Linked DNA regions of Mus musculus: region 1 is linked to region 2. Evidence: chromatin contacts called from public promoter capture Hi-C data. All regions are on one chromosome and are shown on one strand. The core of a region is the stretch at or near the end of the contact, and the rest is flanking DNA. Distances in the headings are between cores, read along the strand shown.

What was found. Promoter capture Hi-C pulls out the DNA fragments that hold promoters and counts their contacts.
Region 1: a contact with region 2 is called in a promoter capture Hi-C map of second pharyngeal arch cranial neural crest, with 4 times the contacts expected there. The contact joins the enhancer-like site here to the promoter of Erich1 in region 2. A contact is called at or near these places in 9 of 39 promoter capture datasets (the 3T3-L1 cell line, 3T3-L1-derived adipocytes, embryonic stem cells and 5 more) and 7 of 115 datasets of contacts at active chromatin or transcription factors (SST interneurons, astrocytes, embryonic basal ganglia and 3 more).

Annotation. Positions count from the first base shown.
Region 1 is chr8:14,635,709-14,642,119 of GRCm38.p6, forward strand. All of the region lies in intron 4 of Dlgap2 (DLG associated protein 2), which reads left to right. Among named protein-coding and RNA genes, the nearest start is that of C030037F17Rik, 130 kb to the right of the region's middle. Within about 2 kb of position 3,478, at least 53 of the 459 cell types and tissues checked have an H3K27ac peak or open chromatin away from gene starts, as enhancers often do. A contact at or near this core is called in neural tube and second pharyngeal arch cranial neural crest, where this site is marked.
Region 2 is chr8:14,086,270-14,092,406 of GRCm38.p6, forward strand. Erich1 (glutamate rich 1) reads right to left here and starts at 4,058. Exons shown (of 6, transcript NM_001034862.2): 1 at 3,972-4,058. The coding sequence starts at 3,993.

The DNA of each region.
Region 1 (6,411 bases), core at 2,228-4,727, 550 kb after region 2:
ACAGCCAGACCCAGCTCTGGAGAGACAAGAGTCGAGAGATTAAGAGCCAAGGAAGAAATCCCAGATTTATTTCTTGATATGTGAAGTGGAGTTTTCCCTGAGGTAGAATGCTAATCTTTCAACAAAAACAATCTCAGGCATAAAGCTTACTGAAGACTCAATTCCTAAGGATGAACTTATGAGGCCACCAAGATGAAGATAGAAAACATGGCTTCTTAGCGCAACAGAGAACCAAAGGGGCATAGATATAGCAGTGCCATGGTACAGTGGGAAGGTGCCAGGTACCGTCACCTCTCCACCCATAAGCTCCTCTTCCATGATGCAGTCAAGGTGCCTCTGTCTCCACTGGGTCGTGTTCAGTGCTTGCTCTCCCATACCCTCTCAGCAAAGCACAGGAGTCCTCTGTGTCCACTTAGAAATGATTGAAGTGTCTGATCTGGCAAGGGCAGTGTGGCCAGTGACTGTGGGGTAAGGGAACACAAAGAAAATGTTTGAGGATGGTTATGCTAGGCATTCCTCTTAATTTGGAGATGTTCAGCAGAAACCCTTGTACCACAGAATAAAAGCAGACAAGAGAGATTCAGTGCGTGCACAGAAGTGTAATTCATTTTTAATGAGAACAGTTATGTTACGGTAGGTAAAATAAACCACGAAGTGGAATTTTGCCCTTTGGGTAATGTTACGGCTCATTAACGGGCTTCAGTGTTCACGTTCAAAATGACATTCTTGGCAAAAAGATTTTAATCCCTATATGTTATCAATGATCTGTGGTTCCTTTGGTTGGATTTTAATTTAGATTCTAAATAAGCTTTTGGAATCATCCTTGCTGGAAATAAGAAGGAAATAATAATGCTGACTAAGTGTTAGGAGGCTCATTATTCTCAGCAGAGGAGTCACCTATAGACATTAATGTCCTGCTTCTTCACATGCAAAGAGAACGTTGTCCCCTCCCCCCAAGGTCACTCAGGCAGATACCTGAGACTGAAGACTGTGGAGTGTAAGCTGCCTTTTGATGGTAGGGTGGAAGGTATATTTAGACATCCAGAAAACCTGGATCCATACACTCCCTGACAATACCACCACTATAGCAAACCCATTTCCTCTGACATGTTTACTAAAGGATCCATAAATAATAGCAACAATGATCATGGCTAGTAATAGACTCTTTTTATAGAGGCTTTTATTATTTTATGTATATTATATAGCATATACACATATACATGGTTTTTAATGACTCTTTTGAGTGATTAAAATGAAAGACCAGGTGTCTATTTTCACCACAGCCTGGAAGAGCAAACATAGGATATAACTGGTGGCCTGTCAGTGTCCAGCCCTCCAAGGCTCACGCCACTGTCTCTGATCTTTGAAGCTTTGGCAAAGTATCACCATTTCTGCTGTCTGAGGCTCTTCATTTGGAAAGAGCCCAGCACACCTGCCCACTTACACTGAGGACAGAGGAAGGGTTTCGACCTGGGCATGACTGTGAACTCCAAGATGTTAAGCCAAAGTAGCTAGCTTCATTACCTTAATACAGTTTATAGCTCCTGGGAAGGAAAATGTCAGTCATCAGCCTTTCGTAACCATCAGATCTCCTGCCCAACATATCACTAGAATCACTGTGTTCATGCATTGATTCATTTCTAGAACTCCTTTAAAGACTAAACCTCACTATCTTTACATTTTTATTATTATTATTATTTTAGTAGTAGGGTACGGATATATTTCTGTTGATTCCCCATGATTATTGATGGGATGCTGACAGATAGAAACAGCTCTCAGCATCCAAGTGGGTAGGTTCAGTCCCCTTGCTGGGCATGGATCAACACTCCTCCCCCAGTAGTGGGGAACCAAGAAAAGAAGCAGGGGGTATGGGTGATTTTTCTACCATTGAGGCTCAGGCTTTCTCCACGAAAGCTGTCTCCAAGGGCAAAGGTGATGAACCCTCAGACTATGAGTTGTTAGTGACCTATTTCCTATTTGTGGTCACCTGACACATTGGCAGGTTTACAGTGAGGCCTTGGTCTCATATATATGTATATGATGTATATGTATATTTGTGTATGTATGTGTATGTATACACATACATATACATACACATACATACACACATACACATACATATGCATATACATATATACATATATGAGATACATATAACTAAGAAGGCCAGGCAAACATTTGCTTCTCTCCATACTATATGTTATATAATGTAATCACCTGTTTCAGTTGTTCTTTATGTGTGTGGTGACTCCATCTACAAAATATGACCGCCATTACATCCATCCCATAAGCTCTTTGATGCTTGTCAGCAACCCCGATCCCACAGCCTTCAGACAGGCTAGTCACCGCACAGAGATCAGGAGGACTTGAACCTGGTATTCTGAACCTGCAGTACAGTTTCCGCACACACCCTTGTGACAGGCACAGATGTCTGTCCCCACCCATCCCCCCTTGGCGAAGACATTTGTGAAGATCAGCTGTGAAACGAAGACTGCCACACATAACATTCTTCACGGATTTGTTTTGCTTTCTCCACAAAAGCGGCTGCCAAATTTAGCCTGAGAAATGGCCTCTGCGTTCCAGAGCTGCTCCAAGCTTCAGATAAACACGCAGACAGGCTGCACACATTGAATTCAAGGGGTTAGAGGCCATAGATGAGCCCTGTTGAGGAGACGGGCCTTGTCTAAACATTTGTTTTTAATTGCCCCGTGAAGATCCGGGGGACATATTCTTTTAAAACTGCTGTCTGAGGGACAAAAGAGATGAGAGGCGAGTGAAAGATGTTGAAGTTATTAAACCTTATCTTCTTTTTATATTTCTAAATTCAGGACTGTTTATTAATGGGGAAAAAAGTACATGTTTTAAGGCATCATATTGAAAGTACTTGTACCACGCTGCTCTCTTCTGTATGCATCATATTGGCAATGTTGTGATTTGGGGGAACAAAAGAACGGGGCAGCCGTGGCCCATTCACCCCACTGCCTGTTGCCTGCAGATACTTGGAATTCCCTCTGTGCTCTGAGATCTGATTCAGAGTAGTGGGCTATCATAACCCAGTGCTGGGACCTGGGAATCTGGATCATGAGGTGTGACTTGACTGTGCCAAGGACATGAAACTAGCCCATGAATACTCAGATTCCTATGTCAAGGGTTGTGTGTCCTTCTGTATAGACAGCACCCTATGATCCAACCAGGTTTCACCCCCCTACAGACTTTCAACAGCAATTGTCCGAGCTCTCAGAAGCAGGCAAGGGGGGACAGACAGACCGTGAAGTAAATTCCAATTCCCTGCTCTCTTGTTCCATAAGATCTAATGACTTTAGGCTCTAAACTCTCAAAAGATTTCCTTGGATATAAGCCCCCAATCACTCTGCCTGTTTTAGATCTCTTGAGAGGGTTCCTGTGCAGTTTTCACTGTGAGGCAGGGCCAGCCACGGGCTGCACATGACTCTGGCGGAGAGTAAACAAGTGTGTTCGCTGGCTCCCCAGGGTCTCACTGCACAGACAGCTGGCCAGGGCCTGGTACTACAGCACATTTCAAAGAATACTTTGTAGAAGGACTCTGGAACCAGCCCATAAGTCTACGTTAGAAAGACGTGGATGACACTGTCAGCCAGTCACACTTGATGGCCTGTGAGCCCTGGGTGTCACCCAGCTAGCCCACACGCTTAGTGCAGAGTTGTCATCAACTCAGCAGAACTCCTGACCTCTGGACACTGCAAGCGGCAGACTGGGCAGTCTGGCCTTCTTCAAACATACATCCAGGCGAGATGCTCAGAACTGTATCACAGGCAGAGGAGAACCCAAACTGGATTTCTGTGCTGGGAGATGAAGCCACTTGGGCAGCAGGTAGAGCAGGCCTGTGTGCTGCCCTGCTTCTCACCAGGAGAGTGTAAGCTGGGACTGACTTGGGGCTCCCAGGAACCCTAGACCTATCAGAAACAGGGAATGATTCTGCCCTGAGAGCCACACGCTCAAACCCTATACGCAAATATGGGGTTTTCTTCAGAGAAGAAAAGCAGAGTGGGAAACTTACCAAGCCCTGGTTTGTTTGTTTTTTTCCAAACCATTTCTTGCAGGTCATTGAAGAAACAGTGCCCAGTTGGGTCTGCGCTCGGACATTGGGGTAAAGCTTGGGAGAGTTAAGATGGGGCTATTTGCTGGGATGAAACTGTCCACAGCTCGGCTGGGCCATCTTCTTACTCAGGCTGACCCTAATTAAACATGGAGCAGACAGACTGGCTCCCAAGAAGATTTGCTATGTGTCCCCAGCAGCCATAGACTATGGAGAGGACCCTTGTATTGGGGCTGAGTGATGGAGACACTCAAGGAATACCTGAGTTAGAGTCATGGGTAGGACACACACAGTCAGACCGGGTTCTCACCACCTGCAGAGCCAGCTCTCTTCAGGGGTGGGGGCTTGTAACCCTTCTGCATAACAGTCACACAGCCTTGAAAAGCTACAAAAGAATGTGAGGCATCTGGACAGACAAAGGCATTCTGTAAACATGGCGTACCTCCACACACCTCCTTCCCCCTTGTCTTAGTCAGGTTTCTATTCCTGCACAAACATCATGACCAGGAAGCAAGTTGGGGAGGAAAGGATTTATTCAGCTTACACTTCCACACCTTGGTTCATCACCAAAGGAAGTCAGGACTGGAACTCAAGCAGGTCAGGAAGCCGGAGCTGATGCAGAGGTTATGGAGAGATGTTACTTACTGGCTTGCTTCCCCTGGCTTGCTCAGCTTGCTTTCTTATAGAACCCAAGACTGCCAGCCCAGGGATGGCACCACCCACAATGGGCCCTCCCACACTGATCACTAATTGAGAAAATGCCTTACAGTTGGATCTCATGGAGGCATTTCCTCAACTGAAGCTCCTTTCTCTGTGATAACTCCAGCTTGTGTCACGTTGACACACAAAACCAGCCAGTACACCCCTCCACTTTCCCGGTATCTTCTTCCTTTTTCTCCCCTCTACCTCATAAGCCTGCACCAGTAGATCTCAACAGCATCTGTTCCTAGCTCAGGGGCATTGACTCCCAGTATTTCTTATCTTCATACATACACAAAATACTCTCCCTAAAACTGCAGCTTTGTCGACGTTGAAGGAGGCACCCTCATCTGTGACCACTCTGGGACCCTTGGGCATTTGGGCATGGAGCCCTGCCTGTGCCCTTTAACCCACACTGGCCTTCTTTCATCTCTTATTCATTGCAGAAGCATTGCTGGGTCATCCTCTTTAGGTTTAAACCTCATGTTTTCCACAGTAGCTTTGTGGCTTAAGCTACTGCTGTGCGCTGCGGTGAAGCAGAGATGACTTTGCCCCTGTGACACATGTGGCTTAGTCAAAGCAGCAAGGCGCCAGGAGCTGGGCAACCTCTAAAACGGCCATCTTTAGAACTGATCATCGCTAACAATGAGAAGCAGAACCCACACTGCTCCAGAGCGTTAGACTCGATGCTTTATGACGCTGTGCTTTAAGTCCTGAGCAGATGAAGTAGACTCATGGGAACAGAGACCCTCTGGTCTTAGGGCTGGATGGAATAGGGTACCAGGTCCCCACCTCAGGGGCCTTACCTCTCATTGCAGCTTATGACAGGATGACCTCATCAACTTAATCCTCTCAATCAGCACCTAGTTTGTGCACTAAAAATGAATATTGATGCCAAAGTCAGGGAAAGAGACCTAAACACTTGGTTTAGAGGATTGGGTTAAATCCTGGCTATTTCTGCTTTAGCTCTCTGCTCCCAGTAGTTAAGACTTCTGCCACCCTGTGCCATAGGACAGGGAGTCGGGGTTCCCTAGAGGTGAGGGGGAAGTACCTCAAAGGTGCAAAATGCTGATCCTTCATCTTGTGGTACATACACCTCACCTCACATTTTTCCACGTCCCCCACCTTTCTCTTATCCCTCCCACTTCCTGGACACAAGCAACTGCATCCTGATGTCTGTCTCCTTTCACTAAGCCCACTGTCCAAATCGGGGAGGGAGGGGGGCATTGAATGGCTTGCTGAGGAATTTTCTAAAGAACAAAATTATTCGTCTGGCTCGGCGATAGCAAGACCCATAAAGCTATGGCTTATTAAAGGAACCCTTGGCAGTCATGCATGTGGACACTCACGTAGCCTTTGACTAGAAAATTCTTTTCTTTTTTAAAAATAATTAGTTGTGCCTGCAATATTTTCAGGAAACTAACAATGAAGAAAGAAATGATGACTGTTTTCGCCAGGGTGGTATTTGAGCCCTCACCATATGAGAGCTTCTTCAGAAAATGAAGTCCCACATTTGGGACTGTGTTGATGGTAGAATTCTTAGGGTGGGGAGGCACCGCCTCCTGTAAGATACAGTGCTGGTTGCCATGGGAACCGTGTGCACAGGCAGAATCTAGTCAAATTTGAATGGTGTCTAA
Region 2 (6,137 bases), core at 2,808-5,307:
TAATTTCCAGAAAGAAAAAAAAAACCAAAAAAACTGTGTGATTGAAACAGTTCATCTGGCATGGAAGCTCTTTAAACAGGAATGTAAATAAATCAAAATAGCTTCTGGAAGTCCCTGAAACTGACCAGTCTCTAGGCTCTTTTCGGCCAGAGTAAGGAGAGGCAGGGTGCCAAGAAGACTGAAGCCAGACCAGCTAGCTGCCTGGAAGATGTTGAAGCCAGCAGAGCTGTGGGGAAGAGGTTTGGGGCAACTGAGGTCTACAAAGGACACTCTCCAGTCTGCTGAGCTGCATGCGGGTTGTGCAGTGTGCTTCAGGGTCTCAGTTTATGAGCTGTCTGTTACCTATGCTGAGGTGGCTCTGGTCATCCCAGCTGTCTGTCATTTCTGCTCCCTCCCGTAAGTAACACTAGTAAAACTCATTGGTTCACCAAGTTGGACTTCAGTGGTATCCCATGTTTATGTCTTCCCAGGAAAAGGTTTGTTACCAGCAGCTGTTGACTTAGGGATAGGAGGAGTGAGATTAATTCTGAAAGAGTTATTTCAAAATGGAATGTTCATGAAAAGCTGTTAACATTGATAGAACCATATGCTCACAGAAATTACATTGAAGCGAAAGAGATTGATAGCAAATACCAACAAACAGCGTTTACAATATAACTTCTCCGTCTTCGTTTTCAGAGGAACCTCACAGAACAAACTGGCTCATGACAGACCCTTTTCACTTCATAAAAATTTGTTACTGGAAAACAAGAGTTATCAGGCCTTTTAAGTATCAGAACTGACCGGAAATAGAAACTTTCACTGATCTTACAATGTCCCCTTTCCATCTCACTCTGGTGTACTGAAGAGAAAGCTCTCAAAATATCACTCCTAAAACTACAGCATAAAAACAAATCAAATTACCTTGCCAACTTAAACTATTTAGTAAATACACACACACACACACACACACACACACACACACACACACACTTTATTGGGCACTTTAATTTTTTCAGGTTTGTTGTAGTTTATTGAAAACTGATACTCTGAATTCTTTCTTTTCAGAAAAAAACTGGTTTCAACAAGCTGCCTGAATGTATGCCAGCCTACGTAGGGCTCCTGAAGATGAAAGGTTCCCCCCCCCCATTTTATTTCTATAAAAAGGCAAAGTATTTAACCTTTGTCTGTAATCTAGAAAAAAATGAATAAGCTGGTTACATTGTTACTTCAGAAGTTCAGTATATTATGTTAATTCAATAAATGATAGAATTATAGGTGGAAAAACGATTAGCTGAGATTTAAATAGGAGTTGGCAAGCTTTGTGAAATATTAATTAACAGAAAAACAGTGCTCCAAATAAGATTCAAATGGATCTGGATTAGAATCTATCTCCAAGTAGCAGAAATATACTAGAGAGCCTGGCATTGTGGTACATACTCACAATTCAGTAATCCAAGACTGAGACAAGGAGACCATGGTTTTAAGATTCTAATCATGTACAAGGCCAGCCTGGCTTATACAACCAAACCTTGTCTTAGAAACAAACAAACAAACAAACAAACACAAAAAATCTATTTGCTCAAACTTTAAAAAATTTTTAGTACTTAAAAATTAAAAAAAAAAAAAGAATCTGGGTACATTTTGTTCAAAGCTTTTTCTCCTAGAGGGTTTTAAAAATAGCAATCGTCACACAATTAACTACCCATGCAGGAGATAAGCCCCAGGTAAGGCTGCAAGAACTTTCATTGGGATCTGTCAATACATTGTAGCAGGAGAGAGAGCAAAGAGTACTCCTGGACCAGGTGGGCTGGTCCTGTTCCAGACTATAATGGAAGCTTCGTCAACTGCTCAGCGTACAGCACTGCCTTCTCACCCAGACAGACTGAGCTAAGAAATGGCAGCTGCCACCCACGAGGCAAGTCTGTAAGCAGCACTTAGAAACTGAGGCCATGAGATAGATTATGATTTTTGTACCAAGAATTCTACTTTTCCAGTTCATTGTTTTTCAATCAGACAAATTTGGGGTTCGACATAAAGACGCAGTGACTGGAAAAGATGTTCTGGACCAACGGTTCTTAACCTATAGGTTGGGACCCCAAAAGGGGTCGCCTAAGACTATGAGAAAAAACAGATACTTACATTGTGATTCACAACAGTAGCAACATTTCAGTTCTGAAATAGCAACAAAGTAACATGGTTGGGGGTCACTACCACCTGAGAAACTGTATTAAAGGGCCACAGCATCAGGAAGGTTGAGAACCACTTATTTTCACGTGTGGGTTCTGTGGCTCTACAGATGGGAAGGCTATCAAAGAAAAACTGCTGCTCACATTTCCTTACTACCCCTGTCCTGTGGACTCAAACTTTCTGGGCTGGGGCTTTAGGGTGGAACGTTATACTATTTATAATATTTTTCAGGTCCTTGGTATTTCTCTTTGTCCTTCAAACACGAAGTCTTCTCCCTACACATCTGCTGCTCTTTCTCTGCAGGCAAACAAAGGAACTTGCTGCCTCGTTCTGCATGACATCATGTGGGTAACCAGATCAGTCAGGTTCTTCCTTTAGGCCTCCTTCTGTGGTCTCCTCTAGCCATAGCAGTGTTAACGCTGCCCAATCCAGACACTGCGGCTGGCCTGAAGCTCTGATCTAGGTCTCTTTCGGTATCTTATTCATTACCAAGCTGAGTCTTTCCTAGAAACCTTTCTTCCCATCTCTCTCATGCTTTCCCTCCCTCCTCCATCCCCATATAACCACCATGAGGCATCCTAGCTGGCCTTCTCAGGCTTAAATGCCTACTTCCAGGTTTATGTTTTGGGTTCACAAGCCCCACTCTTTGGAAAACACAGTATCCTTCAACTATTTACATTTTACCTGATAATTCTGTCATATAGTCTCTTCAACAGAAAAAGAGACTGTTTTCAGAGAGTAGTTTAGTGTCTGATTAAAACGACCAAAAGCTTTCCTGCATTTTACCTTAATTTACTGAGGTTAAAAAGAGTCTTAAAGTTGGCGAGGTGCTTTATAGATGATATAATTCCTTGCATTTAATGCCAAGTTTTGAAGCATCTCGAACATAGAAGGGAATTCAAGAAGAGAAAGCACAGGGTGTGGCGTCAACCCAGGAAACAGCTGAACCTATAAAGTGTTTGTATCCTCTTCCTTGCAAGGATTAGAAAAAGGTTTTGCTGCTCAGTAAAGAACACTTATGTTCATCTTGAAACACAACATCAGATCAGACTGTTTTGAAAGGGTTATATCTGTCCTTTCTGATCCCTGAGATCATCTTACTTCCAACCCCCCCCCCCGCCCCACCCCCATAAAGTTTGATGAAACTTAAGTCACTGAGGCTGAAGTGGAAAGTCGCTAGTTAAGGATGGGGACTATACTAATTTGTTCATGGTTTTCTTGCTTGCAGAGAAATTAGTTTCCTGCTTTTTAAGCAGATACTTATTAACTATATACAGTTGCCACTAGCCGTCTCCTCCACCTCCCTCCCATTTCACAAGAGAGAAGCATGTTTTAAACACAGAAAAGTCTCATATTCTCTACTCCTATCACATGAACTGCACTTCAGGACCTCAGGGTACTAACCCAGAGATGACTGCAGGCCTGGCTGCCCTAGGTAAAGGCAATCCTCCAGACTCTAGGTCTTGTGTCCTCCACCCACCACCCCAATCCCCATCCCCACGCGCCAGCTCCGCCCCAGCAAAGAAGATCCCAGAGTCCGGTGAGGCCTCTGCTCCACTAGTGTGGTCCAGGGAGAACGAAGGCCCCTAAAAGCTGCGACAGCGCCAGACCCAGCCAGCAGGAAGGGGAAGCCACCACAAGAAGGGTACCTCAGGGCCCAGCATGTCCCATCTTGCCCTAGACACTCAAGGTCCCTGTAGCCCCTACGATCCCTCAGTGCTCAGGGCCATCAGCCTACCACGTCCGCCACCCCTGGGTATCTCGGATCCAGTCTCCGTTCGCGTTCCGCGCTTCCTGCCTACCCTGCTTCCGAAGAGAAGACATACTGGACCCCAGCCGGGATCTCTGGCCCCAGCCGCCACCAGTCGCGCGGCGCTTCCGGATTCCTCTCGTGTAGGCCCGCCCACAATATTAGGAGTGCCTAATCCGGACCCGAATTCCCCGCCGCTGGATGTCAATCATCCATATTCGGGGGCGGATTGGTTCGTATGCGGCCCGGGCGTGGCTTAAACTCTGCCTCTAGGAGCCTGGCTCTGGAGCCTGCGCGGAAGGCAGACGGCCTGAAAGCTCTGCTCCTGTGGTTTGCGGTTTGCCCCTGTGATGGACGTGGGCCAAGACACAGCTGGGGACAGTACCGGCTCTGCACACTTGCGGAACTTGGAGTGCAAGCTGGAGAAAGGTTGCTGAGGAGAGAAGGAAGGTCTGGAGGCTTGAAGCAAGGCAAGGTTCCCCAGACACCTGCAATCCGTTCCGCGCGCCCCTCACCACGTCTGCCAGTTGTACCGCTGCACGGCTGGAGATGCTCCCATCTGTTTCGCGTCTACGAATCCCTCTCATTGTGTCGTCTTCCACTTTGCTTTTAGACCAGCTGTGTTACCGCGCTGGAGCCCTTGTTCCCTGTTGACATTGAGTCTTCACCCTTGAACTGCGTCTTCAGAAACATGACTGCCAAGTTCCTACATGGTCTGCAAGCTGGTGGTAACGTTCATGAAAGGTCAGATAGAGGAGCATGACCAAGAAGACTGTAAGGACCATATTCCAAAGAGATGGGCTCTTTGAAGGGAAATAATGCAGGAGCAAATGATTTGGGTTTCATCTTTGAGAAGATGAAAGAGGAAGACCTGATGTTATGAAGAGAATGCTCAAAACATTTTTAGAGCCTATCTAACGCAGGTTTGGATCTGGAAGGAGAGAAGGCGCGCGGTTGTTGCTATTGCAGGACTCTCTGGAACACTCACTCGGACATCAGTGAGAGTAGAAGCGAAGAGATGTCGCAGATGGACTCAAGCCAGGGTTGCTCCTGAAAGGCTTGGTTGGGCTCCAGTCTGTTGTTTGCGTTTTATACTCTAAAACCACAAGGTGGGGTGGGCAAGCAAGCGAAATTTTACAGATGCCTAAGAGGCAGTCAGCAGGTTGTTAAGGGTAACATAGCCCAATGTTTCTGCTATTTCTCCAGGTCGTTATGTTCCAAGTAGCCAGTAAAGACATGCTTGTCAAATAAGCAGGACAAGCAGTGCTTTGAATAAGTCATGAAATGAATCAATAAATCAGTATTTAATAATAGGTCTCTGCTGCTTTCTTCTACTTTACTGGTAAAGATCATGGAAGAAGCAACTTCAAACGGAGATGTGTAAAATTGATGCATTGAGCTTCGAAGTGAAATGACCCAATGTAAATGTCAAGGAAGTGGCTTCTGTCTCTCGGTTAAAAGGAGGTTGTAGCAGATGAAGCAAAAGTCCATTGCTAGCCCATTGCCATAAGGGAAATGTTGATCGTTAGCATCTGAGTTGTGACATAGAAGGTTGTGGGAAGAGTAGTCAGAGTGTGGATGTGTTTGCAGGCAAAGCAAAGGAAATTTTCTGACTCATCAGATTGGTCTGTGGTAGAAAAGTGAAAGTTTAGAATGGGTTCAGAGTTTTGGTTCAGAAGCTGAAAAGTTGGGGTTTCAGGATCATCATGGGGGGCCTTTGGGAAGCCCTTTGTTAACTTGTGCTGTGTGGCTTTCGATGCATAAACTTAGGAGATCATGGAGGGAACCAGCATGGCCACAATGGTGGTTAAGAATTGAGCCACAAAGACTTCTGGGCTTTGGAAAACTGAGAGATGAGGAGACCTAAGACTGACTAGAGAGGATGACCAGTGACAACTGTCCTGTGGCCACGTCAAAGACGAGATCCCCTGATTCACAGTCGTGTTTGTTCAGGGCAGATCTTTACCACCTTTGGAATCCTAGGCACAAAAGCCTGCCGGTTAAGGAAAACAGAAGGTGCTGGATGTGGACCACCACGCCAGCTTCTACACTCCCAAGAACTCCAGCAAACACCAGGATTCCTGTATCACGCTCAGTTGACCACAAGCACCATTCACTCAGATGCCAGGCTAGCCATGTGTGATTTGTATATTGTTGCACCAGGGAGGCACCATTTGGAGGCCTTGTTGGAGTAAGTGTGTCACTGTGGGTGTGGGCT